Linked DNA regions of Mus musculus: all the other regions are linked to region 1. A link is a contact called in public HiCAR-type, HiChIP or PLAC-seq and promoter capture Hi-C data. All regions are on one chromosome and are shown on one strand. Each heading gives the region's core, a stretch centred on a gene start, on an enhancer-like site or on the middle of the called end of the contact. The rest is flanking DNA. Distances are from core to core; before and after follow the strand shown.

Region 1 (5,644 bases), core at 2,180-4,679:
TTTACCACAGGCCAGAGCTCTACTCCCAAGACTAGCTGGAAAGCCCAAATCAGACTCTATGGAGAGAGCTGGCAGTGATAGTAATAGGAGGGGTCCAAGAAGGGAGCATGGATATTTAATATTTTCAAAATACATTACATGAACGTTTTAAACTATTAATAAAAATATTGTTAAACAGCACTTATTAATCTTCAGCCAGGGAGTATTCTTTTTTTTTTAAAGATTTATTTATTATATATAAGTACACTGTAGCTGTCTTCAGACACACCAGAAGAGGGCGCCAGATCTCATTATGGATGCTTGTGAGCCACCATGTGGTTGCTGGGATTTGAACTCAGGACCTTTGGAAGAGCAGTCTTACCCGCTAAGCCATCTCTCCAGCCCAGGGGATATTCTTCTGAGAAGTTTTGGGAAACACCTATACTACTCGCTTCCCTGACCTTGCTTCTACTCCCTCTCTCTATAGAATGTCATTGTTCCTACAGGTCTACCTCTCTCTGTGTAAACAGCATCTATACACAACTTAAGAGCAAACAAAACTCCCTAGGCCTGTCTACATTGCTCAGTGTCCATGACAGCCCAGAGGTCCAGGAAGGGCTCAGTCACTTCACTGATCATAGATTGTAATTAGATTACCCACGGCCTATTTTTAAGTGCAAAAAATTACATATTATTATTGTAATACATATTGGTCTACATAAAGACCTTTTTAGTATGTTTGTGTAAAATCTAGTATATTTGCTTATTTTTCTAAGAATAAAGACACTCAAAACAAAACACGTCTCTCTTTGATTGATTTCTCCTCTGCCAGAGAAGGTCATGTGCTTGGCTGATTTTCCATGAGTTTTGGGGTGGAGCCAAGTTAAACATTAACCACAGAACTCCAGTAGACACAAAAGAAGCTCCAATTCTTAAGTACTATGTGCCCACAATTCACCAACGATGCACCCTCCAAAAGCATCAATGGCTTCTGCTAAGTGCGCCTCACACCGGATCCTTCTCTCGTATTTCAGGCGGTGGCTAACCCTTCCTCCCCAAAGTTCCTCTCTTTGATACATGGCTTTGATTCTTTCACCCTGGTCTTCTCGCCTCCTTTGACTGGCTTTTTAGCTGTCCGTGCTGGTCCTGTTCAGCCTGGCTTACTGGTTGTCATCCAGATCTTCTAGTTTACCATCCTCTAAGCTGTTCTTGATGCCACTCATGACTTTTAATTAATCCAGGTGGGAAGCTAACTTCCCCAAGTCACCATTCCAACATAGGCCTAATCTCTAAATGTGTTTCAGCATCCCAGTTTCAAGTCCAATATATTCAAAACCATACCTGTTACCTGTCCATATCTGCAGTGACAAATGCACAGCTATATAAAACTCTGCCCTGTCCCATAGATTCCTTTTCCCCCTAAATCTACCAGAGATGATGACACCAGAAATGCCTGCATCTGTCTACTCATCTATCATTGACTCCAGTCATCAAACTGGGCAAGTTCTAGCTCCTGACACCTCTGCTGTCTAACACTTAACCACTTGATAAAAGATTTCAGTCCAGTTCTCCTAACATTGATCTACCCTGTTTCAATTTCTATAAATTATCCACAAATGGTTGGCAATAATCTATAATCGGCAAGATGGAAACTCCAGTTAGAAACCACTGAATTCCAATATTGGGAAGGCTTGCAAGGAAGAAAAGGAGGAAGACAAAAATTGATGGAAAAACAAAACAAAACACACAAAAACCCAAACACTAACACTTCCATATCATTTTTCTTGGTGTCATCTCTTCTCTTTCACAAACAAAGGGCCCCAGGCTTATGTCACAACATTTGCTTTATGGCTATTTTAGACAGATTTCCGGGACATCTCTCTGTTAAGCTTTCTGGAAAAGCAGAAATGTTACCAGATCTCATCAGAGTGCATTAACACCCACACTGGGCAGACTCTGTAGACCCAAGTCTGTGGGGTGATTTGGGAAAATGCCTTAGAATACTTTATTCCAATTTAATGTAAAGCAAAAACTATAACAAGCTATTTTGATCATTGTTAGCTGGATACTGAAAACATACACATGTTAAACCAATGCTCTGTTAAGCAGTATTAACAAGTTATCAAGTACAACAGTATATAAAGTGTTGGCTAAAGTGTATTTTGAAGTGCTTTAGTTACCAAATGTCCAGACGTAAAATGAAACATCTCGACCCAAGTATCTGCATTATATGGAGATTTTATTTTTAATATCACGTGCATATAGAGGAAAACATATATACATATGCATATGTAGACGCTGGACTAGGAGATCACCAGATACCTAGCCATCAACAATTTCTATGTAGTAGGAACTGAATAAAATTACTTCGGGCTAGAGAGATGGTTCTGTTGTTAAAAGCTCCTGCTGCTCTTGCAGAGGACTTGATTTCAGTTCCCATCCCCCAAGGCAGGGGCCTCACGGCGGCCTGGAACTCCAACCTCAGAAGATTCTACTTATTCTGGGCTCTAAGTGAACCTGCTCTCAAAAGTAGGCATGCTCACACATAGATGCATAATTAACTCACACCCCCTGTCCCCCCAATTTACTGGGACTCAAGCTCTGTTCCCAATATGTTGTATCTGAGAGGTGCCTGTACTTCGGGGCCTACAGATCCTTGCAAGATGTATGAAGTAAATTAATCCCTAGGGTCCTCCACGCCCCAACAATCCAAGATGAGGTTCTTTCCGCAATAGCTATTGAAAGAAAAGATAGAATGGGTTCTTGGTGGCCCAGGCTTCTGTGAGACCGCAGTTTGAAACTAGACTTCACGAGAAGCAAGAGCAGCTCGCCTTTTTCCCACTTAGTAGGTCCAAAAAGGGAACCCTGTTTCCCAAACAAGGACACCACTTACTTCTGCAGTAGTTGCTGTGAGCCTCCCGTTGCTTTTTAGTGTTGAGTGCTCACAAAACAATATAGTGGTAGTCTTGATGGGCATCAACGATGTGAGAGAAGCTTCCTTGGAAGTGCACAGGACTCTAGAGAAAGCATTGGAGAAATGGACATCTCCACCATTCAATAGTGAAACCAGGGCCCGTGCTCATCTCTGGGATGCCCAAGGAGCTCCATGACTTCTTTTTGTCTCTGAAATCAGCCAAGAAGTTGGTACTGGGAGGGTCACTCACTCCTCTTGGCCTGCTTGAAAAGTCCTCGGACACACAAGTACAACTACCGAAATGTAAAGGTATGGGTCTGCTCTTCAGCTGGAGGAAAGGATGGCCCCACAGAAGTCCAGTGGGTGCAAGGCTTTGAAGAAACTAAGTCGGTGCGCCCAGGGAACTCCGCAGGGCCCCGCCCCTCGCGGCCCCGCCCCTCACCTTGCTAGCGGCACGCTCTGGCTGCGAAGGTGCGTGCGGCGCGCGCTGATTGGCCGCTACCCGGCACTGCCCCGCTGCCATTGGCTGCCAGGGCCTCTTTGTTCCAGGTCCCAGCCGCTGCCGAACCGGGCTGCGGAAGTTCGAGTGCCCATGCTGAGTAGCAGCGGCAGCGGCGCCGGAGTTCCCGCAGCGGAGATCGCGGACGCGGGACTGAGCCCCTCCGACGCCCAGTATGGACCTGGAAACCAAAATGAAGAAGGTGAGTGGGGCGGGCGACGGGCGTGGTCGCCTCACCTGAGCGCGGGAGCTGGTCCGGGTTCCGGGACCAGACCCGGTGGGTGCGGCTGGAGGATGACTCCCCGGACCCCGATCCCTTGGGTGACTGTCGCTGCGGAGCGGGACCCTGCAACTCGCTGTCTCTGCGCCTGAAACTTTTCGGAAAACCTTTCGGCCACGCCTTCCCCCAAGCCCTGGGCGAAGTCTTAGGCGAGGTGGTGGCTGACACCGCTTCCTGCCTGGGGAAGCAGCGCTCTGGGGAGCCTGTGTGATTCAGTGATGTGGCTTTGACATCCTCCTCCCCTGCAGTCTGGCTGCCCCAGGCGCTCTAAAGTGGCTGCTGACTGGTGACACTTCCTTCACACCCGCGCCTGCTGATAACTTCTGAAGTGATGACTTTTGGGGGATGTGTATGTGTTTCACTTATGGCTTGAGTGCCAAAACACTGTCTCCTTCTTGCGGAGTTAATTCTCAAAAGAAAATGCCGTTTGGCAGCCAGGCACAAACAGCGGTCATTGCAGGTGCTCAGCGGCCCCGCCTGCGGAGCACCCTCCTGGCTGCTCCTGGTGTCCAGGCTATAAAGGCCCTACCTGAGGAGCTCCGAGATTAGGTCTCTCAGGTCGCCTGGGAGAAAGAGGTGGGGACCAGACTATGACTCAAAAGAATGCTGACGTCACATTCTATTGTAACTTTCGACCTTAAAGGTCTTGTTCTCGGGAATTGCGCCTGTTTTCTTTCAAGTGAATTTAAGTTAGTTGGTCATTTTTCAAATAAGGAAGGAAGTTGTGCACAGTAAGAAAGCCAAGTTGAGGAAACTTTCTTCTGCGGCTTTGCAGTTGCAGGTTCATCTTCTAAAAGGGAATTTCTATTTTGTGCCAGAATTGAAGGTTTCAAATCGTATGCAAATATATGGTATGAGGTTTAGGAAGCTGTTGATAAATAAAAATTTGAACCTAGGAAACAGTTCCTTGGTCTCTTCTGATTAAAATCAACACTCAGAAGGGAAGGGAAGAACAGGAAATAGAAGATTCTTTCTAGTCTCTTCCTGTTTGATATTTATTCTTTTAACGTGTGTTTTGGTTACCTGTGCTTGCCACTTAGAAAGCAGCGGATGTGCTGTGTAGTCTTCTGTTGATGAACACACACTGAACTTACTGAGTTTTTATATAAGAACGTCTTTAGGTGTTTGTCCCAAATGATAGGTTGTCTTTGTTTGGAAATGCTGTCCTTGAAGGGAGGGAAGGATGAATAAGCAAATGAGAGGATTGTTAAGGTAATGACGCTATTATGCAGGATACTATCTTGGTGGATATATCTTACTCATACCTTTGTCAAACGGCACAGAATGTAGGATAACAAAAGTGAACTGTAGTGAGGAACCTGAACTTGGGAAACAGCGATAAGCCGCTGTGTCTCTTAAATGACCGCCTCCGAACCCTGGTGTTGTAGATCGTGAGGGGGCCAGGCTGGACATGTGTTGTCAAAGACCATGGGGGAAGCTTCATGCCTCTGCTCAGCTTTGCTGTGAACCTAAAAACCTTTTTTTTAAGTTCTCTAATCAAAACAAAACACAATCTTTGAGACAAGAGACAATAATTTTCAGAAAAAAGTCCAAACTTAAGAATTTCGAGGTTTCGAGCTGGGCGTGGTGGCACACGCCTTTAGTCCCAGCACTGGGGGGGTGGGGGGGTGGGGGGGGCAGAGGCAGGCAGATTTCTGAGTTCGAGGCCAGCCTGGTCTACAAAGTGAGTTCCAGGACAGCCAGGGCTATACAGAGAAACCCTGTCTCAAACAACAACAACAACAACAACAACAAAGAATTACATGGTTTACAAGGGTTTAAAAAAAATGTGCAGATATTTACAAGCAGTTTTCTGAAGTCTTGTTTATAATGAATAAATCCTTTCAAATGTGGCATAGCAGTCCCTTACACCTTTACTTTAAAAGGATATCTTTTTCAACCAAGTGCCTTTACCGTATCTGTAAGCTTGTAGCTTTCCATCCCACCTCAAGAAAAGAAAGATTTCAGAAAT
Region 2 (5,644 bases), core at 1,471-3,970, 970 kb after region 1:
CCTAGTCAGTCTTCGTAACAAATGAATGGGACCTACAACACACGGGCACCAATCAGAGTGCAAATAGTACAGGCTAGTCCCTGCCCTTGTGGAATTTACATTCTATGGAAAATACTGAACAGAGTGCCATTAAGAATGAGCGGGGAGGGGGGGGGGCTTTGAGTACAGGTGCAGGGAGGGCCAGGAGAAGGAGACTCACTTCGGAGGAGGACCCGGCCAAAGAGGCTGTGATCTCTGTCCAGGGTGTTGCAGTTCCAGCGATGCTGGCGGAACTGGTGTTGGCACTCTGCAGTCCACTCAGCCACACCCAGGCCAATGGCACGCATCACATCTGGGTGTCGGTGGCACAGCTGACGCTGCCGGCTCACCAGGCCTGGCACATTGTCACACATCACCCTGGAGGAGCCACCTGTAGCTCTCATGTACCTGGAAGAGACCAACAGGAAGGCAAAGTTGATGTTAACAGACAGGCCAGACGTGATGCTCCCTGGGAGACTAGCCCTGCAGCACTATTTGAGGATGAATTGCTTATTCCCTGGTAACATTAAAAGGCAGGGGTTATTTGATTGTCATTCAGTGAAGAAACAGGCAAGGGGAGCACGGCCAATGACGGGGTCAAAGCTACCCTCCAATACAGTGGATGATTATCTCCCAGAGCTGGGGCCACCAAATGAAGCCTTGGACAGGGAGGCAGAGGCAGTAGCATTGTGAAGATGGGGGCTTGAAGGGGGTGGGGCAACACATCTCTCTGTGTTAGGGAGAACACAGAGAGAATTTCAAAGACGTTGCCATATGTCTGTCTTTGGCTTTGGGGGAAGCTGATCTTTAGAAGTTCCTCACTCCCATTTGTTGATCCTAAATGTCTTCAAAACCTGCCAGCATGTATCCTCTTAGCACCTGCTGGGATCTAATGCTACAGTCTTCTTACAAACATAATATCTTTTCCATATTAAAAAAAAAATCCTCAAAATGGTTTCCTTTTCTGGCTCTTTTTTTTTTGGCATTTATAGAAACTTTTGGGGAGAAAATATCTTTTCTATTGTTATCACCAGCACTAAATATTTGAAAAAAAATCAGCATTATAGCTCCATAAAGTATTTTTTGAAAAGAAACTTTAACAAAAAAAATCACATTATCATCTCTAGGCAGATGTTCTCCATTCGTGGTGAGAGGTTTAGAAAGGCACCTTTTATACAACCCAAGTTGCCATAGGTATCTTTTGAAAGTGGCCAAATAAGGAATATATCTTTTTTTTGCATTCCCATTATTTTATATAATCATAAAATCATTGCAGCTGTGACTCAAAAAAATATATTTAAGTGACAGCTGAGAGACAGTGTGACAAAATGCCCAGCGGTAAATAATGTTTATACACACATGGAAACAGAAATAATCATTTTATTGAAAAAAATGATCAGTCTGATAAATCAGTCTTTGATCCTGTGTCAGCAAGGTGAAGCCTAAAGGCCTTCATGTTCAAAGATCTTAGAAAGGAGCTGACCCCCCACCCCCTCTTACCATCAGTGCTTCCCTGTTCCTCTCAGGCATTCTGGAATCTAAATAGTCCATTGATTTTGTCCTGTACTGTATTTGGTTAAGATCCTTACCGTTGTCAAACACAAAAGCACGCGCGCGCGAGCGTGTGTGTATGTGTGTGTGTGTGTGTGGCCAATCTTTCTGAATTGTTATCAGAATACTTTAATATCTGATCTGGAACTTTATGTACAAGAAAGTTTCAGAGCTCAGAACTCCATCTCTTTTCCAGGTCAGAAAGTTGAGAGATGGAGGCGATTTCTAGATTGGCAGAGTGTACGCATAGTAAATCACATATCCGCCTATTGAGACAGCAGCAGTTACACTTTAGGGAGACAGTTTTGAGCAGGGTAGCATAATGGGCACCTCAGTCCCAGTAGTTTTGCATCTAGGCAATAGTCTCTACCTGGAGGCTGCTTCACTAGGGTGAAGCACGAGGAATGCGGAAGGCCAGGAAAGAATACAAAATCACAGGCTTAAGGTTCTACAACTCCAACAGCCTGGACTGAGCTCTCTTGAGGCAGTTTTTGAAGTCGTGGGTGTGGGGGGAGGCAGTTGTAGTTTTCAAGGTGAATTCACACACACACACACACACACACACACACACACACACACACACACTGCTAGAAGTTACAGCTCAGGCTAGCACATTTCTCAGTGGAATAAGGTATTGGCTGCTTTTGCTGTCACTCAGCTGGCTCCAAACAAGCGAACATTAAATCCCTCATTTGTGGGGCATGTGAATTGTTTTGGAGTTGTCAAAGCTAAAATGGGTTTTTGAGAAAAGCAAAGGGGTTCAGCTTAGGATGCTGTGCTAAGACATGGTTGTTTCAGAATCCACAACTGCCGGGACTGGGAATCAGCCAGGGAGGGTCTCTACGACCAGTAGGGTCCCCACTCCCATCTCCAAAAATCCATCAGCACCGCGCCCATATGCGGGGACTTACCACCATGAAGAGCTGACCTCAGGGGTGAGCCAGGTCAAGAGCAGAGGGAGCCAGAGCCAGATTCCACCGAGAGGGACGTTCATATTAACCCCCTTGCGTCTACATCAGGTCAGACTCCGTGTGCGGGCGCCATGCGTGCCCGGAGCAGAAGCGCTCAGCTCCGGGAGCGCCTCGTCACGGCTGCCGGCGCCTCTGCGCCCCCGCCCCCCCGCCGCTCGCGTCTGCGGCTAGTGGTGAGACTCACTGATAAAGTTTCAAAAGACGAGCCCAGCGAGCGATAAAGGGCAGCCCGGGGCCGCCTCGCCCACAGCCAATTCCCCAAGCACTGCGAGCGCAGGCAGCCCCGAGCTCTGCTTGCCTCCCGCGCACCCTGTCCTTTCCGTTCCCCTCCAGGCGCAGCTAAAGAAGGGGGCGCCTACGCCGGGCGGGGGCGTAGGGGGCACTGGGTTTTATTGAGGAGTGGAAGAAACGATGGCAAGAGCTATCTCCGGGTGAGGAGGGGCAGAGGAGGTGAACAAACCTCGGAGTGGCCCGGAGCAACATAGAGGCAAAAGCACCTTTTGGGAAGTTCCTAGCCAATGATACACAGTATGTTAGGGCCACCACCAGAACCTAGGCTCCACTTTGTCAAGGCTAAGAGTTTCTGCTAAACTGAGGTTCGAGCAAGATCGTGTGTAAGGGATGGGAGGGGTGAGGAGATAATTGCCCATAGGATAAAAGAAAACAAAAATGATTTCCAACTCATTGCTTTGAGCACTGGGAGATAGATACTCATGGGAATTGGGACCTGCCATGTCTGACCACCCAGTGTCTGACCAGGTTGAGAAGGAAAGCCTAGGCCCCGAAAATGAAGACCTATGGCCCCGATCCTGTGTGCCATACATGAAGGGAGTAGGGGAGAGGGGCTGGGACCCAGGAGATCTCAAGCAACAGTTTCAGTCTAAGCGCCCTTGGGAAGATGTGGCTTTTACGCACACACAGCTCCTCCTTATGCTGTTGAGGGAGTGCAATAGATGACAGAGGGGCTCCTAGGCAGCCAGGTATCTATCTGCTCCCTGGCTTGGACTGCATCTCTCCAGGCAGGGTGTCCAACCTGTGCGTCTGGCTGAAGTACAGTGAAAATACAGTGACGCGGGACCTCGGACCTGGGTCCCTACAGAGTAGAGATGGGGCTTGGGCCCAAGGGTGGAGCATCTTGAACAGCAACTGGCTTGAAGCCTTGTGGTTTATCACCGGAAAGGACAGACCAGGAACTTACAGCGACCTTGAACTGTTCCATTGCTCTTTTCCTGGGGCGGGGGCCCCACCGCCACCACCACTACCCAGGAGCGTGCCCGGGGGAATGGGGAGTATGAAGGGGTTGTATGGTCATTGTATATCGAGCAGGCACGCGGATAGGAAGGATAACGGTACTCCCCACCCCATCCGCATCTTCCACCTCTTGGGCCAGGATTCGCCAGAACGTCAGCTATGGCCCAGCACCGAGCAAGCAAGCGGTGAGAGGCTGGACGAGGCACAGCCCACAGATGCCAAAAACCTGAAAGATGCTGTCATCGCCACCCCCTTCCCCCTCTCTGTCCATGGCAGGTCCGGCCCCTCCCAGGCTGACCCAGATACATCCCCTTTTGGGTCCGGAAAGGGAGGAGAGGGAAACAAGCACCGCGCCACCCACGACTCGGGAAGAGCAGGGCTCCGCGCCAGAGCTGCTCCATATCACTGGGCTGCGACCCAGGGGAAGTTCTGCTTCGTCTTCGCTGGGCGAGGGAGGGGGTGAGCTAGGCTCTGAGAAGGAGCGCGCGCTGACTGGGGAGGGCCGGGATCGCTCCCAACAGCATTACCTCCTGCACCTCAATTTATGGTCACCAGCTTCTTCCCGAAGGAAGCAGAGGAAAGAGCTAAAATTTATCTTCACCCGCTGCCGCCATTCTAAGTTTGTTGAAGTCCTGAAGTTTCACTTCTAGCAGTAACTGAAACCAGGCACTAGATGCGATTTTAGGGGAAGGTAGACAGGTTACAGGCTTCAACCGTGGACAATGAAAACTTTGAAACTCCAGCTCACAAGTCCCACCCGTTCCAGCACGTCCTGTCCTCACAGCTCAAGGGCTGTTAGAAACACATAGAGTGTGACCATAGTTTAGGATCCCTTCCTCTCCGCCCAGGGAATTATATGGCCAGGAGACCTGCCCTTCCGTGGATGGTGAGGCCAATGGAATGACCTAAACCTGAAACAGGCCTCCTAGAAAAGGGATGGACCATTCTTAGAGCCAATTAAATCCTCCCCAAAGAGCTTCACGAGGAAGCGCCACATGCCTTGCTGAGTACAGATCAGTTTTGGTCAAAGGCAAAAGGCTAAAAAAGTTCAAGAAAGGCTAAACCCAGATGTGCAAAAAGGCCCACCCAAACACCCCTTCTGACCTGTCTGGAGGCAGTCTGAACCAGATGACTGGTCTCTTCCAGATCTGTGATTCCACTTCTCTCCCTACTCCACCCCTAGCCACTGATGACCCATTACATAGTCCCATACAGCATCTCTTCCCACTGAGAGGCTCCCGCCTCGGGTCTCTTAAGCATCTAGTCGCTTAAATGCCCTTGGACAGGTAGTTGGAAAATGTTCACGGCAAGCAGGAGGAAAGGCGAGCCTTTCTTTTGTCATCAGCTATGACCATAGCAAAGACGAGTTGACAAATAAATGGCAGGGTACTTTTCATACGTCACTCCGCTTACAGCAGAGGGTGAGGGAAGAAAAGGCAGATTCAGAGTGCTTTATGTCTATCAATTCAATGTTTGAGTTTCGTATTTCTTTAATAAGAAATTTCAGAATTGACCATAAAATTTACTACAATATACAGAATCCACCCCCCCCCCCACTTAAAAAATGATTAATGTTAGTTTGCTTATAACTTCAGTATGGCATCTTAGCCAAATGAGTCAGTCTATTTTCTTAGTTAGATCCATTGTTTGTCTAATCTCCCAGGGCAGAGAAGAGAACTAATTTACTACCAGACTATCTCCACCCTTTAAAAATGAAGTTACTTCTTCAACTACATGGTCATTTGTCTTTCAGTCTGAGTTAGTTTCTTCTTGAGGCAGTGACCCAAATATAACTATTTTCTAAAAAGATTTATTTTTATTATTTTAAATTATGTGTGTGCACATGTGTGCCC
Region 3 (5,644 bases), core at 997-3,496, 750 kb after region 1:
GTGTGTGTGTGTGTGTGTGTGTGTGTGTGTGTGTAAAAGGCATAAAAATTAGAGGGGGAAAAAGAGACAGTCAGTGGGTCAAAAAAAAGATAAAAGGAGGCATATGTTTAAAAACACTATATTCATTTGTGAAATTGCCAAAAATAAAAATAATTTTTAAAAAGCATAGGGTCAACCTCATTCTTTTAAATTTTTACATACTACCCTCTGTGCTGGTTCTGTATCTTACTTTGGATGAGCTAAGTACCATATAATTAAATGAATTAGCTAATATTAATAGATATAGAAGAGATATCGAGAAGTATTTCTGAGTACACATGGGCTTTCCCCCCTACTCTTATTAACGTACTTCTTGCCTTTCTTATTTCAATGGATTTAACTTATTTGCTGGTGAACCTTCAGTTAGGCAGTTCTCTCTGTTTGACACTTTAAGTAAGGAATTCCTGTATTCAACTTTGCAGCATGCTGTTTTACTAAACATAACCCCTGATGTTGCAATAATATTTTCTGTGCAAATAGTCAGTGATCCAATGTCTCCGAAGACAATAGAAAGCTCCTGCATGTTCTGCCTGGCTGACACTGTAGGTACCTCCACTGTGAACACAGGAGAGTCTGCGAGAGCTCTTCTCCATCACTCACACAGCTGTCCTATGAGAACAAGTATCATTCCCTCCAGTGACTCTCTGCCTGTCCAGAATTCAGCAGTTGAGCTTTTTCAACTCCTCAGACTAAGCATTAAACGAGAAAAAAGCCAATGCATAGATTGCACAGGAAAGAGCCTCAAAGGATTACCAAAGACCCTTTAATTTTGGCTGTCAATCTCAGCTCTTATTTTGCATGATTCTAGTGCATATGCTTTGCAACACTATTTTTGAAGCTTTCTCAAAGGAGCACATTGATGCACATTTTCTCCCACCCTAGCCAGAGCTAAGTAAAGAGTACCTCAGTAGCACTCAGAATCATGATAGCCTATTATATTGTTCCCATGTCTGCTTCTCAAAATTACCCAGAGTTCCTTAAAGACAAGAATTATATGCTGACCTGTTTGACTCCTCAACACTTTATACAGTGCCTGATACACACTGGACATAGGTAGTTCATTGAGCCACAACTGATTATCTGCCTTTGAATTTACTACAGACTTTTAAATAGCACATCATGAAGGAGAGAAAACACATGAGAGAAGGCAAGGAATGAAAAATAATAGTTACTACTAGCTTAGCACACCAAATTATAAAAGAACATGAAAAGATTTGAAGAGTACTTCTGCGCTATATTACTTAGTTTTGGAAGAAAATTGTGTTTATTTCTGAATAAAGTCAGCTTCAGAATACATTGATACATGCTGACAGTACTATAGTTTGTGTCTTTTGGTAGAACTACTGATGAAAGATTGAAATATGTTAAAGACATTCTGTTTAACAAGTACACACAATGTATTTTGAAAAGCTTTGCATGGAAATTGCTTTCACAAGAAAAGTATCTTTGGAGTTTAGTATGGTAAATCATTATCCCAAGTGACTAACTTCTTTCTTAAAAATTTGTCTTTTAGTTTTGAGTTTGTAATATAGTTATATCATTTCCCCCTTCCTTTCCTCCAAAATGACTACTTTTAAGGGTTCTATATAGCCACCCCTCTAGGCATAGTATCTTATGATATCTAGGAAAATTCTTGGCTTATCAAGCAAATAACCATTGAACCTACCCAACATGCATCTCACCCTGCATGTGAAACCTTGGAAAACATACACAGACCACAAAGAGAGAGAACAGGGAGGAGGAGAACGAGGAGGAGAAAATACAAAGTCCCAGGCATTAGAGACTTACTTTTGCTATATTTAAATTTAACTTTAAAAAATCTTCTTCAAACTTACATTGAAACAGACCATAAGTATCTGATCTGAAATATCCAAGCTTTTGTGAAGGTTTCCATCGGGATGCTGGTCTTCACAGTACCTATCTGTAGGTGAGAGGAAACCCACCATCTGAGACCCTGTTTCACTTGTCTTTAGGGTTATTAGGGCTTTGGGCAGTCCTTCCTGATGACAGGAAAAGCTGTCAGATGGCCTCTCCCTAGCATGGGAGAAGGTGGCATGAAAACCTAGGGCTGCGTTGTTCCTACTAATATAGCACACTCCAACAATACTTCTCCAGACCGCAGCTGAGAAAGAAATGCATCCAACCCAGCTCCCCCATGGAGCTGGCTGCTCTGTAAAGCAGAAACAGGATCCCTGTACAGCTGCCAGGGCAGCATCAAGGGCTGAGGAAGAGTAGACAGGATGATTTATGAGGGGTTCTTACCTTAGCAATGCGTCTAAAAATAAGTCTCCCTGCTTCTCCCTCACAAAGATAAATGTCATAGCATTTCTCCAGAGGACTGTGATGCAGAAAGCTTGAGACCCAGCACAAGGAGGGCAGGAGAGCAGGGAGAAGGAGGGGCAGAGGCTGCAGGGAGGGGCTCCTTTTGTGCTTTCAATCCTAACTGAGCTGACTGGATGAAAACTGCTTTTGTAAGGTGATACAAATGCTATGTGTATAAAATAAACCTAGAAAGAAAAGACCATTTACAGATATATTATGGAGATATTTTATTCCCAGATTTTTTTTAAAGCATCTCCTAAGCTGCCATTTTAGCAGATTTTCGAGACTTGCATCTCATCATGCTAATGGCAACAGGAGTTACCTTTTATTTATGAATGGCCAAGAAAGATGATCTTGGTACAGGTTTGGATTTCCTTAGCACTTACTTTGGGCATCCTGCAGTTAGACAGCATTATCAACTGCTCATGTCGGTTTTCATTTTTCATACTACTGTACTGGTGACTTGCTTGAATCCACATTGCTGCCTGTTGTTGTTGTTGTTGTGTTTTTTTTTTTTTTTTTTTTTTAGAATAGAATAGAGTTTATTCAGGGCATAGGGAGGGGATTTAAGAGGGTAGTAGAGGCAGAGAAAGGCAAGGAGAGGAGAGGAGAGGAGAGGAGTAGAGGAGTAGAGGCCGGCCATGAGCATGTGGAGGAGGGGGAGGGAATGGGGAAAGGGCGAGGAGACAGACCCAGAGCAAGAAGGCAAGAGACCAAGAGCTCTGCCTTTCTTATTAGGGTTACTACTGCTGTGAAGAAACAACATAAGCAAAGCAACTTGGGAGAGTTAAGGGTTGATTTGGCTTATTCTTCCTTATCACTGAAGGAAGCCAAGATAGGAACTCAAACATGGCAGGAACCTGGAGGCTGAGCAAGCCATGTGTGGAACAAATCAGTAAGCTGTACTCACAGAACCCAGGACCACCAGCCCAGGGGTAGCACCACCCACAATTAGATGGGCCCTGCAGAATCAACCAGTGATTAAGGAAATGTTCTACCAGGCTTGCCTACAGCCAGATCTTATGGAGGCCCTAATAGTCTAACTTCCCTCTGGAATGTCACAAAGAAAATGTCACCGACCCATCCTTAGGGGCCATCAATTGCTAGTAGCACCCCAACTAGTTTTGAAGCCTCATGATCCCCTCTCCCACCAGACAGGAACACTGACTGGCTTGTCTGTGTAGGTCATGTGCAGGTAAGCATCAGAGCTGTAAGTTCCTGAGTGCAATGACTGTGTCCTATCCAGAAGACAACATGTGACAGCACTCCCCCCCATGCACTTGTCCTTATTTTCCTTCCTCCCTTTCTTCTGTGATGTTCCCTGAACTTTGAAGTTAGAATAAATGTCTGATTTAAGGTTGAACACTCAATTGTCATTTATTCTCAGCACATTGGCCAGTTATAAGTCTCGGCATTGCTTGATATCTACTGCAAAAACAAGTTTCTTTGACTAAGGTTGAGAATAGCACTAATCTATTGGTACAAACTTTTTTTTTTAAAGAAGGCAATTTGAGAACATTTCCATTGAGCAAAATAATAACAGTAGGTAAACTAAGACTTCCACCTTCCTCAATCATAGGTCTTTGACTGGTTAATATTACTAGGCATAAATTCTTTTCTGTGGAACAGGCCTCAAATGCAAGCAGAAAAGCATTGGTTATACTTCTATCAGTAAGGCCACTAGTGTACTTTCCCTGTCAGGTATTTTAGCATTTAGGGTATAGCTTGACATCTGCCTTTCTAAATCAGTCTACTAGTTCTTCATTTCAGTGGGACTTTGCTAACGTTCTAGGAATTCTGGTCATCAGGAATGAATGATTTCACAAGGAATAAAAATAAATGAGCTGAGTGCCAGAGTGGTGGCTCAGTAGTGAAGAGAATTCAATGTTCTTGCAGGGGTTCAGTTTCTAAAACCTGTGTGATGGCTACATCACATACTTACATGCACACACATAACACACACACACACACACACACACAATCTTAAGAAACAAACAGAAAGTTTTAGTGATTATAGTCGTACCTTTCTCAATCTTCTCCCTTTTTCTTTTTTTTCCAGTGAGCATGTTTTTGAACACGTTAACCCCAAAGTTCTACGTGGCCCTGACAGGCACTTCCTCGCTAATATCGGGACTTATTTTGGTAAGTGATGGACTTCTTCTAATTTAAAAACTTATTAGCATTTATGTTAGTGTGACTATTTTTAAGGAATAATCTGGGAGAATATATATCAGCAGTTCTCAATATTCATTTTGTGTCTTCATGTTGGATGGGGATAAAGAGAAGAGGTGAACTTACCCAGGTTATATTTCTGCAGTCCTTCCTTTTATGGGAAGAAAAACAACTCTTTATTGGAGGGAAATCAGAGAAGATGCTTCTAGGCCAAATTGTTGTAACTAAACATATAAAATGTGTTGGAACCAAAGCCCAGTGGTAAATAACTTGCCTCATATTCATGAAACCCTGGGTTCAGTCCCCATCCCCACCCATCATGACAAAAATTAGAGAGCAGATGGATATATATATTGCTGATTCATAAAAGTGGCTTAGTTCAACTAAGACTGTTTTTCATGTATAATGGATTATTAGATGTAATATCATTAGGAATAATTTTTACATGTGTTGGTATGGTTTGTGGCATTCCCAACATTTTTCTCCCTTCATCTTCTACTCTCTCAGTGTTTACATTCACTTCTTTATTGCTCCCTTTAAAAAAATTCATATAGGTAAAAAAAATTTATCTTACAACTTCATTACCTTATATTCTATAACAGCTATAGATACAAAGGATCATATTACCTATCATAATTCACTGTAGTGAACATTATGGGGCTGTCTAAACTCAATGAGGCCATTCCCACATAACTTAATAATCTTTAAAGGAGAGACATTTTAAAAAGGTTTTTTCCACATCCACAATCTTGTGATTACTAATTATTGTAGACATAGGTACAAGTGAAAGATTATAGTGTTATTATTACTTAAAAATGAATTATCAGTTGAAAGAAATTTAAGGGTAGATAGGTACAAACATGTCGAGCAAAGAGAATACCTTTCCCAGGAGTAATGAAAGATTTCAGAAGCCTGAGCTTATAAGATGGAGAAAGGCAGATTCTGTAAACAGATGGAAGTAGAAAATGGCAGAGTGGAGACAGAGCATCCTTTTGTGATGAGAGAGCATCTCTAGGCTCAGCTTGTTCTGTCTGCTTCACATGGGTTGTGTGAAATGTGCAAAGTTGCCCTTATGGAGCCATCCCAAGAAAAATCTATGTAGAAAGCCCAG
Region 4 (5,644 bases), core at 1,970-4,469, 590 kb after region 1:
TTTTTGTGGTGTGGCTTGTTCTTAGTTCTTTAGAGATGCTGCATATATCTGCCTGCAGCAGCTATTTAACTGACCTCTTTTATTCTAAATTCCCTCTTATGTTACATAACCAAAATAGATTTATAAAATACTGTGGTGCACATTTTTTTCTTTTTTTCTTTATTGTATTTATATGGACAGCACTTAGCTGTCTTCAGACACACCAGAAGAGGACATCGGATCCCATCACATATGGTTGTGAGCTGTTGCTGCTTTGGATTTTTGATTGAAAGACACACACACACCATACATTTAATGTGCCTTAAACGGTGCAATGGTTGGGCCATTCCCAAACTTCCACATTGTTAACACCTCCCCTCCAATACTTCTGAATCTGAATTATTACTTACTAAAATCTATATTCCATATTTGCTACCGTAGACCCAATGGTGGCCTAGGGCTGCTCTTCCATGGCTCTTAAATGATTGATACTCTGTCTTCTACAGCATTTAAGCCTGCATCTTCTCTTCCCGGCAATGGTGATTCTGCTTCTTCGGTCCCCTTGCCTGTAAATCCTAAAGTCCTGCCTTTGTCTTCCTGCCCAGCCATTAGCTGCCAGCAACTTTATTTACCAACCAGAACCACCTGGGGGCAGGGACCTTCAGTGTCTCACGTGAGATTCTCATGAAATTCCCAAATAACTTAATGCAAACAATAAACTAAATCTACAAAACTGAGCCACCATGTGGTTGCTGGGAATTGAACTCAGGACCTCTAGAAGAGCAGTCAGTGCTCTTAGCCACTGAGCCATCTCTGTAGTCCCTTGGTGCATATTTATGGATAGTTTGGTCATTAGAAAATTTTGATCATGCTTGTATGGGAGGTATTAATGTATAACTAAAACAAACTATATTCCTTACAGTATTCAAACAGAAAAAAGTGATATATAAAAAATATTGTTTTGCAGATGTTCGATTATTGCTTAATAATGATAATCTTCTCAGGGAAGGAGCCGCACAGTAAGTATTGTATATCTCCATAGCTAAGGTGACTGGGAGAGAAAAGAGGTTGTAAAAGCGATAATGAAGCACTAATCTGTGGCATAAGAGTTTCTGAAATACAGTTAAAGTTTGGACAGCCATATGTATTAGACTGAGAAATCACAGGGGGAGTTAGGGACAAGTGCGAAATGAAATTATCTTTTACGTTTGCCACTGTCTTATATACTATATAGCATCACTCATGTTCTTTGTATAGTTTTTCAAACTAAATGTTCATTTGGTACCATTGGAACTCAATGATGTCAAGGTATTGAAATGCAGAGATTTACTTTTAAGCCAGTGATTGGCTTTAGAATTAATCTGGTTCGGTGTCTTCTGAAATACTTTTGAACAAAAAGTGGGTAAACATGAGCCACAGGAGCATGAGGGTCAGAGTTCAGATCCTGAACCCAGACAGCAGCCAGATGTGCAGCACACATCTGCAGTCCCAGTGCTCCTCTGGTGAGAAGTGAGAGGTGGAGACAGCAGACCCCAGAAGTTTTCAGGCCAGGTAGTGTGCTTTACTGAGCTCTGGTCATAAAGCCCTACTTGAATCGGGTAGAAAGCAAGGACTGAGTACCTGAAGTTGTAATCTAACCTCTGCATATCACTCACATACAGAAGAACATAGATATCCATATTGTCTACATCATACACAACACACACGTTTTCAAATCTCAACTTGAATTTTCCCTCAAAAGAAATGATTATTACTCGCTATAATAAAGCTGTCCGAAGCTTGGATAGCCTACATTTAGGAGATTTCACAAAACAGAGTCCTCATCACCAGTGCACTGGAATAAATGAATGACCAGAAATGTGGGCTCCTCTTCAGGTGCTTTTATACTGAGTTGTTGATGAACATCTCTCTCTTTCCTACATGTGTACCTTTTCCCTTTGTTTCACCCTTAGACTGTGGCTGTGGCTGCATCTTTTCTAATCTCGCCCTTTCCCTCTTTTTGTAAGGGGAAAAGCAGAACTATCGTTGTTCTTTAGAATGGATTGAGTTGATGCGTCTTTACTAAAAGCCAAAACTTAGTATGATTCAAAGTAAACTCAGACTCACTGAAGAGCCTATAGTGTAAAATCTAGAACACTGAAATATTTCCAAATACTCTTTTATTCAGCAGACAAAAGAATAACAGGTTTCACTGTAATGAAATCAGTAAGTCTCTTAAGAATTTTTTTTTCTTCAAATTCAGACATGTTCAGTATCAGGCCATCTGATACAAAATAGAATGCCAGAGACATCAAAGGCCTTCAGAATCCAAAGAAAGAACACTTTAATTATTCTATTTTTTTTAATTGAGTTTTCTTTTCTTTTCTTATGTCTCTGTGTTTGCTTGCCTGTGGATATGTGCATACGAGTGCTGGTATCTACAGAAGGCAGGAGAGGATGGTGACTCTCCTGGAATGGCAGTTGTGAGCTATCCAGCATGGGTGTTTTAACCTGAACTTGCATTCGTTGCAAGTGCAGTGTGTGCTAGTTACCACTGAACCATCTCACTGACCAAACCCCTTTGGCTGATTCTTAAATGCTGAATAGTCTGCTTTTACTGGAAGGGGATTTAGAAGCCATTTAGTACAAACCTGGTTTTATAGGTAAATAAGGTCCATTCTGGCTAATGATAGGGTTGGAGCAAAACCTACATATTCTGGCTGCTCCGTTATTGAGAGTCTTTTGCACTGTATTGTACCATTTAACTTGATTTAAGTGGTTTAGATAAAGCTTGCCATGTCTCATTTATTTTATGTTTTTTCAAGTTTCTTATTCTACTCCTCCCAGGTTAAAGATACATGAGGTTTGATACTATCTATGGGCAGTAAAAAAGGCTTTGGGTCCACCTAGATTGCCACTTTTAAGTATTTATGTTTTTTAAGTGTAGCTTTTACTAGAAAAAAAATGAATACTATTCATTTCAATTTATAAATAAAACCTTTGAAGTAAATAATTTAAGGGTGAGTGTACTAGTTACTTTTATGTTGCTGTAATAAAATACCTAATATAAGCAACTTAAAGGAAAAAAGATTTAGTTTAGCTCATGGTTTTGGAGAGTTCTAGTAAAAATGGCAAGAAAGTAATGGTAGCAAGAACAAGTGGCTGAGACTGTTGTAAGGATCAGGAAGCAAGAACAAGACCAGAACCAGAGATGAGTATAACTTTCAAAGCCGTGCCCCAGTGACCTCCTTCCACCAGCAAGACCTCACTTCCTCAGACTTCCACAGCCTCCCTCAGCCACATCAGGTGTGGAACATGAACCTTCTGTGGGCATTGCAAATACAAATTCCTGGCAGTCTGACCACATTGAGGTTGTTCTTAGGAAAGTCACTTGATGTGTTACAAAGGTCAAGTGTGTAGCTATTCTGCCTTCCTGTCTGCACTTCTGTGTCTATGTACATCCGTTTTGAAAATGCTGGGTTGGGAATTTCAACATTTGTGATTTGTGATTTCAACATTAGTGATTTGATTTTATATTGGTGTCTTTATATTTATTATTATTATTGTAATAATTATAGTCTTAAAGTATAAAACTTTATTATTAAGTGGAAAATGTTTACTAGATATCATAGAATGGTATCAATTTAATAGAATACAGTTTTGTTCTGTATATAATTTTTCATACATTGGGTTTTTGCTACACACATATAAATAATTACCTAGTAAGTATATTCTTCACTCATTAGAGAAACCTTCTTGAGTCTGTCTCGTCACTATTAGCTGAGTTTCTGCTGTGGGTTTTTATCATAGTCTTGCCACTTTTCTGTTTCCAGTCATCACACTGCATGACTCATTGTATGTACTACTGTCACACTATTCTTTAGAGACACCTCTAGAACTGCCTTGCCTCTCAAAATACTCATTCTGTCTTCAAGACCATTCAGGGTTTGGTGAGATAGCTTAGTGGGTAGTGGTACTTGCTACCCAGCAATGCAAGCCTAGTGACCCGAGTCCAGTCTCCTGAACCCGTGTACAGGGACAGAGAGAACCAGCTCTATAAAGCTGTCCTATGACCCCCACACTTACAGCCTCACAAGCCTCATCACATTCAAGCACAATGATAATAAACAGTTTTTAAAAACCTTCCAGTTCAACTCAGTAAATACTGATGAGCAGCTGGTTGGTTCTTCCTGTGACATTGGACCACTTTTATGGTCCTTCTATTTAAAACATTCTTTTTCCCCCATTATCCCGCTTCCCTCCCAATGCTTTCTCTTTTTTGTGTGTTCATTTATTCATTTAAATGTGTGCATGTGCAGAAGCCTGAGATTGACATGGGGTCTCTGTCTCTCTTGCTCTCCACCTTATGTTTTGAGTCAGGGTGTTGTGCTGAAACTGAAGCTCGCACCTTTAGTTAGACCTACTGCCCAGTTGACCCTGGCATTAGCCTGCTTCTCTCCCCTACCATTGGGGCTATAGAAATGCAGTGCTCTGTCTTTTACTAGGTTCCTAGAGATCTGAATGTAGGTCCTCATGCATGCTCAATAAAACCCATTATGCCATCTCCCCTGAACCATCTCCCACTTTCTTTTTCTTAGTATCACATTCATGAAATTATACTAGAGTGTTTTTTCTTTTGCCTGAATAGTTTAATTCCTTGAAAATGTGTTAGTAATTCTCAAATGTTACTTTCTATTTTTTGCTACTACTTGATAATCTCTGTGTATTCTCTTATGTATTCAACTAAAAGACCTTTGACAATAGGAACTGCTTGAGTATCACGGTACCTAGTTGTTTATTAATAATTTCTTAAATAGTTGTATATCTGCATTATATATTTATAATCATTGCTTTCAGGTTCTTACATAAGAGGCCATGGCATGTATTTACTGGTTATATTTTATTTACCAAGTTAAAAGATGCATATCATTACTTGGTTTTTAAAACAGCCATATCTGTATTTTAACTGTAGTTAATAAAAGATAGGTAAAATAGTTACAGTTTTATCAACCACACGTGTATAGATTAACTGGCAGGTGATTATTTAAAACATTACTACAATTTTAAGTAATTGGCCTTTTTCTCTTTTAGTGCATTTGCACAGTATAACCTGGACCAGTTTACACCAGTAAAAATTGAAGGCTATGAAGATCAGGTATGTTTCATAAAACACCAAATCACACTGCTCTTTGTTTCGTTTATAAAAATGTATCCTGAAAGAATTGTGAGATGGTGTAACATTACTCATTTTAATTGAAGGCATTTAATGACAAAAAAATAGAAATGGTCATTTTTATTTTTGTAAGTAGTAGTATCAGAAAGTCAGGTGTAGTGGTTGGTTCTAATACCCCCTTTTGTCTCCATGGGCACCTGCATTCACATCAACAGGCATACTCATGCATGCACATAATTGCACACTAGTTGCTGCTTCATTTCTCCAGAGATCTAATTAGTTACCATTACAAACAGTACTACATCAAGTGACGTTGTAGTCCTGGTAACATTGACAGTGGTTTTCTTTAGATAAATCCCTAGAAGAAAATTGCTGCACTAGTGAATATATCTTTTAAAAATGTTTAATAGCTGCTAAAGTCATTAACAAGGTATCACAATTTTAATACTTAAAACCAAAAACCTTTAAAAAGTGGTGTCTACTAATTTTTCCCATGAACACATATTTAAAAAC
Region 5 (5,644 bases), core at 811-3,310, 520 kb after region 1:
TCCCCACTGTGTATTGCCTGTCCCTCCTTTTAACTAAAAACATGGCTGTCAAATCATACATGTGATTACATCACCGGCCTATTCAAAACCTAATCCTAGATTTTCTGCCCCCAGTCCTTTGTGCTGTTGTGTTTGCTTATTTTTATTATAAAGTAGATCATCATGGTAAAATAAAATAAAATAACTGGGCCAAATGCTATTAAGTGGACAGAAAATGTCCTCTGACTACTGTCTCCCTCCTCCCAGCCTGACTCTGCACAGTGACTCCTGCTGAAACTCTTTGTATGGTAGTCCAAACATGCTCCACCCTGGGAAGGAGCCCAAACGAAGCCCCGTGTGTCAGCCCATCCTTCAGTAGCTCCCATCATTTTTATTGAACTGTTTATGACTCAAGAGGAGCTCAGCACTACAGAGGTTTCTCTAAACCTCGGTGACTTTGAACTCCAACCGAAAGTACCCACTCAAGATATAAACCCCTATACCCGTACCCATATGCATATGGGACCCATACACAGAGCGGGGATAAGAGTGGCTGTCCCCTGGAAGGTATCATCCTGAGTGAGGTAACCCAATCACAAAGGAACTCACACAATATGTACTCACTGATAAGTGGCTATTGGCCCAGAAACTTAGGATACCCAAGATATAAGATATAATTTACTAAACGCATGAAATTCAAGAAGAACGAAGACCAAAGTGTGGACACTTTGCCCCTTCTTAGAATTGGGAACAAAACACCCATGGAAGGAGTTACAGAGACAAAGTTTGAAGCTGTGTCAAAAGGATGGACCATCTAGAGCCTGCCATATCCAGGGTTCCATCCCATAATCAGCTTCCAAACGCTGACACCATTGCATATACTAGCAAGATTTTGCTGAAAGGACCCAGATATAGCTGTCTCACAAACACAGAAGTGGATGCTCACAGTCAGCTAATGGATGGATCACAGGGCCCCCAATGGAGGAGCTAGAGAAATTACCCAAGGAACTAAAGGGAACTGCAACCCTATAGGTGGAACAACAATATGAACTAACCAGTACCCCAGAGCTCTTGACTCTAGCTGCATATGTATCAAAAGATGGCCTAGTCAGCCATCACTGGAAAGAGAGGCCCATTGGACTTGCAAACTTTATATGCCCCAGTACAGGGGAAGGCCAGGGCCAAAAAGGGGGAGTGGGCAGGTAGGGGAGTGGGTGGGCGGGTATGGGGGACTTTTGGGATAGCATTGGAAATGTAAATGAGGAAAATACCTAATAAAAAGTAAAAAAAAAAAAAAAAAAAAAGTGGCTGTCCCTTCCCTCTATAGCAGGGGTTCCCAACCTTCCCAATGCTGCCACCCTTTAATACAGTTCCTCACGTCGTGGTGACCCCCAACTATAAAATTATTTCATTGCTATATAACTGTAATTTTGCTACTGTTATGATTCATAAAGTAAATATCTGCTCTGTGGGATATCTGGTATGTGAGTTACGTGAAGGGATCGTGACCCACAGGTTGAGAACATCTGCTCTAGGAACTTGACATTAAGGGTCCCTGCTGCAGACCAGTACTCTTTATATTACTTACTTAAGTATTTAAATACCTAAAGTCCTCATAAAACAGACTTGCTTATTTCTATTTGCCAATACAGAATAAGCTCACTTCTGAAAGTTTACAAAGCGTCACACTTTCCTAAAATTCTTGTTCTCTTTTGCCATGGAAGTTTCAAACTGCTTAAGAGTTTTAAAAGATTTTTAAGCTGGAGTAATAAATATAACTCGCTGCCTCCTTGCAGACAGCGTTCTGGGAGGGATTGTTGCAGAAGTACGGCTCACAGATGACGTCACTGACTGGGGCGGGACTAAGCATGTACAGGCGACACTACAGGGATGGATTGCTGGCTCTAGTGGTCACTTTCCTTGACCCCAGCTGTCCCCGTGGTGCAAGCACATCCAACCTAATTTTGTCTGTTACATAAGAAGCCAAACGGAGAAACTTGAAACTTCTGCCATCATATTGCTGACTTAATCCTGTCGTAAGTCAGAGCCCAGCAACCTCTGAGTGAGCACCCCTCCCTCTCGTTCCGAACGGAACACTGGGAACACTCATTTGCCTGGGCACATTTTGGAATCATACATACTTGGTTTGAACCGATGCCCAATAAGGAATTCAGATTTTTCCAGATCAGTCACTGCATCTTTCTACGCCTTATTCTCCAAACTGGAAACCCTCATTTTCAATTTTTTTATTGTTATCTGTAATCTGCTTTGTAGTCCAAGAAGATTCAAGACAGAAGGCCCTAGCATAAAATTACCTGCAATTAATAAATATAATAATAACTATAATGACAATACATAATAATCAATATAATTATAACAAAATAAAGGGGACAAAAGGTGAATACAATCAAAATACATTATGCTCATGTATAAAAGTGTTACAATAAAATGTGTATGATTGGGTTATGCCAATAAAAACATCTTTTTAAAGTTAAGAGTTTGGCTTTGCTTTTGTATAAAGTTAAAAATCTTGAAATCAGACGCTGGCTTTCTTCATCATTTTAGAAAAATCAAACTAATATGGGGAATTTCTCAAACCTGTGTGGCTTTCTGTGTCATGTAAGCATATTGCGTTGTATTTTCCTTGATCTTCATTACAGCTCACAGATTTGATTGTAAATATTAAATATCCAGTAAAATTATTATCACTTGCTGATTGCTTGGGTCTTTGTCTGATGCTCAGGCCAGCTTTACAGTCCTAGGCTCAAGGGTCATCCTGCATCGGATAATTCTGTGTGTCCGGACTATAGGTGGGCTTCACCGTTCAGGTATCTGGGCTTCACCGTTCCCCCGTGTCTGGGCTTCACTGATCCCCTGTGTCTGGGCTTCACCAATCCCCTGTGTCTGGGCTTCACCGTTCCCCTGTGTTATGATTGCTACACTTGTCTCAATAATGTCTTTTCTTCAAAAGTCTCCTTACAAGACATCTAATTCATAAAATTCCTTCTAGCGAACCCCAAGATTTCACTTGCTTCTATGTGGCTGCTAGGCTCATATCTGCAAGATTCTGTACTCGGAATCAAAGCGCTAAGAGCTAGGAGTGGCACACAGTCAGGGAGAGCCAGGGGCTGGAGGTGTACGGAATCCCAAGCAGGCCTCGTGGGAGGGTTTTGGTCCTTTTCAGCATCCAAAGTTGGGTCTCAAATAATCGTCCTTTCTCAAAGATAAACACTTATCTGAAGATGGTTTCGGGGGCTTATGAAAGGCCTGCTGAACTTCAATCGGGGCCGTGTTTTTCCAGTTCAATTCATTGCTCTTTGTTTAAATCAAAACTTCATTTTATTTTCCAAAAGCAACCCTGCCAGGTTTCCTTGATTTAATTGTTTTATCTTTTTTGTCTGATGACAATGGAGAACAGAAGAAAATATTCTTGCTGAGGAAATGAAATATTACCAAAAACAACAAGCATTCTCACACTATAGGAGGTGGTTTTATAAGTTACAAAAAAAAAAAAAAAAAACCAAAAAGGCTCCATTCTTTGGATGAAACGTGTTATTGCGGTCGCTGTTGGGTCAAATCCGTACGGCCCAAAGAAAAACGTTGGAAAGAAAATTAACCGGTTCATAAGGGTACAGATAACACTATTTTTAAAAGGAAATGGTTCTTCCCACATAGAAACAATACAAAGTGATAGGAAAACAAAGTGATAATTTGGACAAGTATTAAAACAACTCAAGTAAAATATGTGAAGTTCAGTAAATACTGTTTACAGGGAACACAAATGAAATTATTTCTCATTTGTTTTTAACCTTGCCTAACTTACACTGTTCTTCCTTTCACACCAGAGTACTCAGAGGCCTGGCTGATCAGTAAGGACTAACAACGAACCCAGGAGGATTCAAAGCAGTACAGGCCCGGGGGTCCTGGACCCGCTCTGCTGTCCACTCACCAGTGGCCTATGGACAAATTTGGTTTGGTGAGGGTATTCTAAATAATAAGCTTTGTTTTAAGGAAGAGAGGCTCAGCAGAGTGAACCTGCTGAGTCTGTTGTCCCCAGGAGACACGTGTCCCATTGCACTTCTACCAGTCTGCCATTAGGCCAGTATCAGCATTTGGTGTTGCGAATCAGAGAGCTGAGGGACAGATGCTCAAGGCAGCCAAGGTCACAGCTCTGTGGCACTGTCCAGAGCTGAGAAAGTTGCCTAGTTCAGCCTAATAATACAAGGCTATTATCTGGAAAGATTAAATAAAGATATGCATGCTTAAATTAATTGTTTTTCATGTTTTAAACCTCTTGACTCTCCCTGTGTTAATAGAGTTAACTCTAAAAGCAGAAGAATGTAGCCACTACTCACCTAAAGAGTTTACAAAGTAGAAGTAAACTGTACTTCTTCCAGCTCGGTTTACCGACCCCAACTGAGTGCAATGGGTAAGCAAAGACCATCCACTATCAAGTCACAATGCACAAAAGTAACTGCAAGTGACAGGACTCTTCTGTCCCTCTCACGTATTTTATTCCATTCAAATTATTCTAAGGTTTCCACTGCCAATCTGATGCAAATTATGTCTGAAGCAGTCATCTCTTCTACAGAAGAAAATTCTTCCTCCTGTGTTTACCGCTTCCCATTAACCATCTGCACCCCTGCCTATGCTCAGACGATAAGCTTATGCGATCATTATTATAAATCGAGAAAGTTCCTAAAAAAAAAAAAAAAAAAAAAAAAAAACAGGAACTGTTCCAAACATACACTCAGAAAACCCGAAACAATGCAAGTACACAAGGCCAGAGGGTGTCAAATGAAGGAGGGGGTGATACGTGTGCCAGTGACGCAGACTCCCATCTTTCTGCCTTACTGTCTCCATGTGTGGGATCTTCGCTTCACAGAATAGGGAAGACTGGGTGATTTATAAGGGACAAAAAAATGTATTAGTTAATGGTTCTGGAGAAGTCTGAGATAAGAGGACCAGAATCTGGCAAGGTCCTGCTTGATGCAGCATCCCGTGGTGGGAGGGTAAAGAAAGGGCAAGAAAAAGAAAGGAGGCCAAACACGTTCATCTATAATGAACTCACTCCCTCTATAATGCATTCCAATCCATTTGTGAGGGCATAGCCTTCCTTGCCCCATCATCTTTCATTAAGCTCCACTTGCCAACCCTGCTGCTTTGGGGGTTTTATTTCCATCACAGGCAAACCCCCACATGTGTTTTCTATCCTCAAGGTCATCTCATAGTCCAGATGGCTTCCTGAGCTGCTGGAACAAAGAGGAAAGACTGGGTCAGCATGGTTCAAGAACGTCCTAAAGAGCCTTGAAACCTTATTTGACCAGAATATAGTCTTGGGTCTACATCTAGGGACTAGGGGTAAGTCAGAAGCGCAGTCCTTTCTTCTTGTCCCAAATCTACCTGGATAAAAACCAGGGTTGTGTTGAGGAAGGAGAAAATGTTAATATACAATTAATGTCTTTCACATTGTGTGAGCCAGACTAGTATCAACAGTGTTCTTCCTGTAATATACCATCAAAATATCTTCCTGCTTTAATGATAATGATTGTTTCAAAAGAAAAAGTTACTGATCGCTGACACAATCATTCATCCAGGACCCTTAATAAAGCTGCAGACTGTACAAAGTTGGTACATTTAACATTTGCAAACGTATTTGTGTGCC

What was found. Promoter capture Hi-C pulls out the DNA fragments that hold promoters and counts their contacts. HiCAR-type assays count read pairs that join an accessible place to other places. HiChIP or PLAC-seq counts read pairs in DNA pulled down with a chosen protein or histone mark.
Region 2: a promoter capture Hi-C map of hematopoietic stem and progenitor cells shows a contact between it and region 1, with 2.3 times the contacts expected there. The contact joins the promoter of Wnt2 here to the promoter of Tes in region 1. A contact is called at or near these places in 2 of 39 promoter capture datasets (hematopoietic stem and progenitor cells and hippocampal neurons).
Region 3: a contact with region 1 is called in an H3K4me3 HiChIP or PLAC-seq map of embryonic forebrain, with 7 times the contacts expected there. The contact joins the enhancer-like site here to the promoter of Tes in region 1. A contact is called at or near these places in 2 of 39 promoter capture datasets (the 3T3-L1 cell line and 3T3-L1-derived adipocytes), 3 of 115 datasets of contacts at active chromatin or transcription factors (embryonic forebrain, embryonic stem cells and stem cell-derived neural progenitor cells) and 1 of 9 other capture datasets (liver).
Region 4: a HiCAR-type map of Th17 cells shows a contact between it and region 1, with 4 times the contacts expected there. The contact joins the enhancer-like site here to the promoter of Tes in region 1. A contact is called at or near these places in 7 of 39 promoter capture datasets (the HPC-7 cell line, cranial neural crest, embryonic stem cells and 4 more), 1 of 484 Hi-C or Micro-C datasets (effector CD8 T cells), 6 of 115 datasets of contacts at active chromatin or transcription factors (CD8 T cells, DN3 thymocytes, Th17 cells and 3 more) and 3 of 9 other capture datasets (embryonic stem cells, liver and macrophages).
Region 5: a contact with region 1 is called in an H3K4me3 HiChIP or PLAC-seq map of craniofacial prominence, with 6 times the contacts expected there. The contact joins the enhancer-like site here to the promoter of Tes in region 1. A contact is called at or near these places in 9 of 39 promoter capture datasets (the 3T3-L1 cell line, the C10 cell line, cranial neural crest and 5 more), 1 of 484 Hi-C or Micro-C datasets (bone marrow-derived macrophages), 17 of 115 datasets of contacts at active chromatin or transcription factors (the NIH/3T3 cell line, Th17 cells, bone marrow-derived dendritic cells and 12 more) and 4 of 9 other capture datasets (adipose tissue, embryonic stem cells, liver and 1 more).

The regions. Positions count from the first base shown.
Region 1 is chr6:17,061,720-17,067,363 of GRCm38.p6, forward strand. It overlaps Tes (testis derived transcript), which reads left to right and starts at 3,430. Exons shown (of 7, transcript NM_207176.3): 1 at 3,430-3,594. The coding sequence starts at 3,568. It overlaps Gm15473 (predicted gene 15473), which reads right to left and starts at 3,868. Exons shown (of 2, transcript NR_167659.1): 1 at 2,873-3,868.
Region 2 is chr6:18,027,725-18,033,368 of GRCm38.p6, forward strand. It overlaps Wnt2 (wingless-type MMTV integration site family, member 2), which reads right to left and starts at 2,721. Exons shown (of 5, transcript NM_023653.5): 1 at 2,481-2,721; 2 at 200-426. The coding sequence starts at 2,563.
Region 3 is chr6:17,814,830-17,820,473 of GRCm38.p6, forward strand. It overlaps St7 (suppression of tumorigenicity 7), which reads left to right. Exons shown (of 16, transcript NM_001289624.1): 2 at 4,421-4,503. It overlaps Gm52894 (a long non-coding RNA gene), which reads right to left. Exons shown (of 4, transcript XR_003956410.1): 4 at 5,249-5,644. Among named protein-coding and RNA genes, the nearest start is that of Gm52894, 23 kb to the right of the region's middle. Within about 2 kb of position 2,247, at least 50 of the 459 cell types and tissues checked have an H3K27ac peak or open chromatin away from gene starts, as enhancers often do. A contact at or near this core is called in embryonic forebrain, where this site is marked.
Region 4 is chr6:17,649,057-17,654,700 of GRCm38.p6, forward strand. Capza2 (capping protein (actin filament) muscle Z-line, alpha 2) reads left to right here. Exons shown (of 10, transcript NM_007604.3): 3 at 947-998; 4 at 5,050-5,113. Among named protein-coding and RNA genes, the nearest start is that of Capza2, 15 kb to the left of the region's middle. Within about 2 kb of position 3,220, at least 20 of the 459 cell types and tissues checked have an H3K27ac peak or open chromatin away from gene starts, as enhancers often do. A contact at or near this core is called in CD8 T cells and Th17 cells, where this site is marked.
Region 5 is chr6:17,582,246-17,587,889 of GRCm38.p6, forward strand. No RefSeq gene overlaps it. Among named protein-coding and RNA genes, the nearest start is that of Gm52893, 43 kb to the left of the region's middle. Within about 2 kb of position 2,061, at least 100 of the 459 cell types and tissues checked have an H3K27ac peak or open chromatin away from gene starts, as enhancers often do. A contact at or near this core is called in adipose tissue, craniofacial prominence, embryonic basal ganglia and 3 more, where this site is marked.